Linked DNA regions of Hordeum vulgare: region 2 is linked to region 1. The links are chromatin contacts, called in public Hi-C maps. All regions are on one chromosome and are shown on one strand. The core of a region is the stretch at or near the end of the contact, and the rest is flanking DNA. Distances in the headings are between cores, read along the strand shown. Region 1 holds the start of LOC123444132 (DNA ligase 6). Region 2 has its middle 7.8 kb from the start of LOC123440107.

Evidence for each region. A called contact is a pair of places that touch in the nucleus more often than the background predicts.
Region 2: a Hi-C map of seedling shows a contact between it and region 1, with 1.9 times the contacts expected there. The contact joins the enhancer-like site here to the promoter of LOC123444132 in region 1. A contact is called at or near these places in 1 of 6 Hi-C or Micro-C datasets (seedling) and 1 of 1 datasets of contacts at active chromatin or transcription factors (embryo).

Annotation. Positions count from the first base shown.
Region 1 is chr3H:437,427,503-437,430,202 of MorexV3_pseudomolecules_assembly, reverse strand. LOC123444132 (DNA ligase 6) reads left to right here and starts at 1,324. Exons shown (of 20, transcript XM_045120750.1): 1 at 1,324-2,700. The coding sequence starts at 1,350.
Region 2 is chr3H:437,669,942-437,672,641 of MorexV3_pseudomolecules_assembly, reverse strand. No RefSeq gene overlaps it. Among protein-coding and RNA genes, the nearest start is that of LOC123440107, 7.8 kb to the left of the region's middle. Within about 2 kb of position 1,316, at least 3 of the 3 cell types and tissues checked have open chromatin away from gene starts, as enhancers often do. A contact at or near this core is called in seedling, where this site is marked.

The sequences.
Region 1 (2,700 bases), core at 75-2,574:
AATCTTTTTTATTGTGTGTGCGTGTTGCACACTTAATTATGGTATGACCCTGAATGGAATTGCACAAAGCAAATGCATTATGACCCGATGTTTAATTTATCGGACCATGTATAAATTGTGAGTTGCTTCTGGTTTGATCAACATTGTTCCTTTGTACGTTTACATGGTTACTGATTTTGTGACTATTTGTCAATTAATTTGTCAGCACCGACGATTAGTGATTTTCATACACCCTTGCAGCGAAGAAGTAGAGTAGCAGAGAAAAGCTTCAAGACACTTCAAATTATATAGAAGACATTCAGATGGCTGGATTTACACGATGCGTCATATGTTGGATCAAATTCTCGGAATGATCTTTATGTATTCCTTTTCTTTTATACGACTATGTTGTGAAAACAAGAACTAAGACTGTAGTGGCATGATGGTTGAAAGATGTGCCTTTTTTCTTTGACGCTTCCCCAATACTACTCTTTCATTCTCTCATGCTTCTGAACTCTCAAGTTACCATTTCATGTTCTGTTTTCGTATTATCAAGTCCTAATTTAGTATTCCCTCTGTAAAGTAATATAAGATCTTTTAGATCATTAATTAGTTATCTAAAAGATCTTATATTACTTTATAGAGGGAATACTCCTTCACATTCGTATTAACCCATTAAACGTCGCGTGAAGTGTGCCCAACCAGCTATATCACATGGCGCAAGCCGGTTGACCGTGGTTAGAATCTTTTAGAAATATTTTCAGATGAAGGTGAGGATTATTTTTTAAATGTATTTTTTTCGATGAAAGTGAGGACCTTTAGTATTTTTTAAATGAAGGATTATGCAAAGTGGCGTTCACTGGGTAAGCTGTTTTTTAGTTGAAGATGAGGATTTTGTTTCTAAGATATTTTTTTAGACATAGGCGAGGACTATGTATTTTTTTTAAATAAAAACGTACGCAAAGCTTCCGGCGCCACCGGGTGGCGCCCCAGTCACTAGTTACACAACAAAGGGTACCTTAGCTGCGGCCAGATCCGAGATGGAGAGAATGGCAATATTGACAAGCGAGACATAACATTTTTTTTCTAGACAGGACGAGAACATGGGCTTGACCTGGTCGTCTTTTTCACCTTGTTGAACAAGGGGCTGGAGGCCCATATAACCAAATTTTACAAATTTCTTTCCCAGAGGAAAAAAAAACACTTGTTGGAAAACCGCCGCGGCGCCGAGCCGAACCTCTTCACGGACCCAGCAGGCCAGCAGCCACCGTCCTCCACCCCCGCCACCACCGCACCATGCGTTTCCTCGCCGCCGCCGCCGCCGCCGCCGCCGCCACGCCGCCCAAACCCTAAACCCTCCACCAAAACGAATGGCGTCCCTCCTCTGCTCCCCCGCCTCAAAATCGCTCTCCGTCACCACCTCCGCACTCTTCCTCTCCTCGCTCGCGTCGCTCTCCCCCGCCCATACCCATCCCCTCTCCGCCTCCGCCGCCACCCCGCCCGTCCCGGCCTCCGTCCCCCCCACCGCGCTCATCCCTAACTCTCACTTCCTCGTCGACGCCTTCCGCCACGCCGGCGACTTCTCCGTCGCCTACTTCCTCTCCCACTTCCACTCCGACCACTACGCCGGCCTCGGGCCCTCCTGGCGCCGCGGCCTCGTCTTCTGCACCGCCCCCACCGCCCGCCTCCTTGCCTCCGTGCTGTCTGTGCCGCAGGAGCTCATCGTCTCCATTGACATTGACGTCCGCATCACCGTTGATGGCTGGGGCGTTGTCGCCGTCGATGCCAACCACTGCCCTGGGGCCGTCCAATTCCTCTTCACCTCCCCTGGAACAAACCCGGAGAGGTATGTGCACACCGGCGACTTCCGGTACACGCACTCCATGAGAAGCAACCCTAATCTGCTGGAATTCGTCGGTGCTGATGCGCTATTCCTGGACACCACATACTGTAACCCCAAATTTACATTTCCTTCTCAAGAGGAGTCACTAGAGTATGTTGTGAACACGATAAAGCAGGTGAAGGAGGAGAGTGGGGTGGCTGGAGAGCGCGTCTTGTATTTGATCGCTACTTATGTTGTGGGCAAGGAGAGGATTTTGCTGGAGGTTGCAAGGCGCTGTGGGTGCACGATCCATGTGGATAGTAGGAAGATGGAGATTTTGACAGAATTGGGGTTTGGTGGGGAGAAGGGAGTTTTTACTGAAGACCCTGCAGCAACAGATGTGCATGTCATAGGGTGGAATATTTTGGGGGAGACATGGCCCTATTTTCGGCCGAATTTTGTGAAAATGAAGGAGATCATGTTGGAGAGAGGGTACACCAAGGCAGTTGGGTTTGTACCAACCGGATGGATGTACGAGACCAAGAAGGAAGGGTTCGCAGTTAGAGTGAAGGATTCGCTCAAAATACATCTTGTACCTTATAGTGAGCACTCGAGCTATGATGAGCTGCGGGACTATGTGAAGTTCTTGCACCCAAAACGGGTAATTCCCACCGTGGGAGTAGATGGTGGGAAGCTTGATGGTAAGGAGGCAATTGCTTTACAGAAACATTTTGTGGGACTGGTGGATGAGACAGCAAACAAACACGAGTTCCTGATGGCATTCCATCGAAGATCCACATGTGCTTCTCTTAGCCATGAGGATGTGCTGGACAAGTGTTCCAGAGAACAAGATGGGGATGCGTCTGCTTCGTTACCAGAAAATAATTCTGTTTCTGAAC
Region 2 (2,700 bases), core at 67-2,566, 240 kb before region 1:
CATGTTCATCACCCATAGTGCGTAGTCCTCTCGATCCAGCCGGGGGAATTGCGACCCCCCAACCATCGGCATCGGTGCTCTAGCTCCCGCCACAACGATCTCCTTGCCCGGGTTTGACATGATCCTTCGATTGCTTTCCGAAGATCACGTCAATAAACCAAGCTCTGATACCAATTGTTGGCACTGACCCTGTACGACACGTACGTCTCTCGTAGACGATTACTTTCCGTCGAGAGCACACAAGCAGTCGTCGAGCCAGCCGAGTGCTTTCCGACCGTAGCGTATGTAGACGTACAAAGCTAACCTGCTAAGCAGGCAGGCAGGCAGGCACCTGGATGGATTCTCACGTAGCAGATGTGAGCTAGCTTGCACAACCTCAAGGCTGATCGAACCACCAAGATCAAAGCAATACAATCAAAGGCTCGATACGAGCCTCTGGCAATCATCTCGGCGTCTTCAGTGTTTTCGTGTGCGTGTTCCGTTGCTTGAACCGGTGCTGGTTCGATCAGCCTTGAGGTTGTGCAAGCTAGCTCACATCTGCTACGTGAGAATCCATCCAGGTGCCTGCCTGCCTGCCTGCTTAGCAGGTTAGCTTTGTACGTCTACATACGCTACGGTCGGAAAGCACTCGGCTGGCTCGACGACTGCTTGTGTGCTCTCGACGGAAAGTAATCGTCTACGAGAGACGTACGTGTCGTACAGGGTCAGTGCCAACAGGTGGTTCATCGGTATCCGGCGACGGCAACAACATGATATCACTCCTACGACCACATCAAGGTTAGGCACTTCCGCCCTGGTTTAAGATTCTACAACCGTATTAAGAGTAATTACCACTCGGACGTCGCTGCTCCACTCAATAACAATCTCTCCACCTGCTCTATTTGGATTTGTTTTCAGCCTAACCTAGTTAAACCCTCATTGACGCTGGTTTTAAACTTGCTAAACCATTTTTTCTCCCGTCTTAATGATTTTCAAGCAAATAGACTTTCTGACAACTTGTTCAAGATGACCGTTAGCTCCCTTGTAGTACGCGCTGAAGTGTTGCTTTCTAATGTGCTCGATATCAAATGCCTCTCCCTACACCTATTTGACTGCCCGCAAGTGGCTCATGATCATCTCTAGTTCATAAGTACAGCCTCCCTTCCCATCGACTGCTCGGCCACTATTGTTACACCGCCCTCTGTACTAGGCCCGCACCCATCAGCCACCAAAAAAATGCTTCTAACCTGCTGCCTTTGACCACACCATCCCTCTCCTATCCCTCTACTCATTTCGGAGACGCAACCAGGTCCGGACAAATGACGGCGACCGAGGACGAAATCTCACCTACCCGGCCCTCAAACCCACGCTCCCATGCCCCTGACCAGATTCACCCTACGCATGCGTGCACTCTGCATCGCCGCGCCCGCAGTTGCACCCCGCTGACATCTCCTTTTCAGCCAAGGCAGCCCATCAAGTCCACTCTCATCCCCACCCCTGCAACGTACCCCACTGCGCGCATGTCATCCATGCCGCCTATACAGCAAACTCCAACCCTGACGCTGTTGCATGCTCATCCCCAGCTGAGACACCCTGCATGCTCATCCTCATCACTCCAATCAGCAGGTACGAATAACACTCTCCTCCCTCTTTTTCAGCACCAAAACAACATGCTGCCCCAAGAATCTTATGATCACACCACCCCGTGCTCGAACTTGACCTCTCCTACCCCTGCAGCTGCTCAGCTCTCTGCCATCCCCTCTCATGCCACGCCCATCACGCGCGTACACTCGCCAAACGAAGTGGCTGAACAATGCGCTACCCCCTCCTACAAAGACGCTCTGCTATCTTCCCCACCCTCAGCCAGCCCTCACTACCAGCCCTCACCAACCACTCTCGCTACTGTGGAGCCTATAAACTACCCCTCCTCTCCTACTGCCAGCCCTCACTACCAACCCTTCCACTCGCGCCTTGACCGCCAACACAAGCCTCGCTGCTTCCGCTGCCTCGCCTCCGATCACATAGTCGAGTTCTGCGGCGACCCCGTCCGGTGCGCTCGTTGCTGGCGTTCGGGGCACCGCAGTCCTCACTGCCGCTCTGTTAGACACCTCCATTACTTCCCGCCTCTTCCCTCCAAGCCATCCCTAAATCCCTCCTCCACGTGCAGTGACATGGCCCGCAATGCTACCTCCACCCGCCCTAGTCCTGCGAGCAATGCTCCGGCTGTTATCATCCCGGGTGTCCCTATCGTTGTCTACGCCCCTGGACGAACTTCCGCGCCTTTGCTCGGCGTTCCTGATGCGGCTGTCGGCTTGCTTCGTGGGCAGCCGGCCAACGCTGCCACTCCGGTGCCACTGTCGTTGGATGGTGAAGCCCTGCGTCATCGCCTCCACGACATTCGCACTGCTAACTCTTTCACCCCAGTCACCACGACGAGGCCCCCTCTCCTGCTGCCACGCCACTTGCCCCGCCTCCTCCTCTGTCTATCCCCATTGTCCCCCCCCCCCCTTCGTGCATCCTTCAGTGTCCACGCCGCTTCGCCTTCGCCCACCTGCGCGACGCCGTCCACAACCCCTCCGGCATCATCCGTCAGGTGCTGCAGACTGTCGGTGGGAACCCTGCGTTCGCCATCGGCGGCTCCTAGAGCGGTGAAGCATGTCTCACCTTCTCCAGCCACATCGAGCGAGAGTGCGTCCTCTCACGGGGCTTGCTGCATTTCGA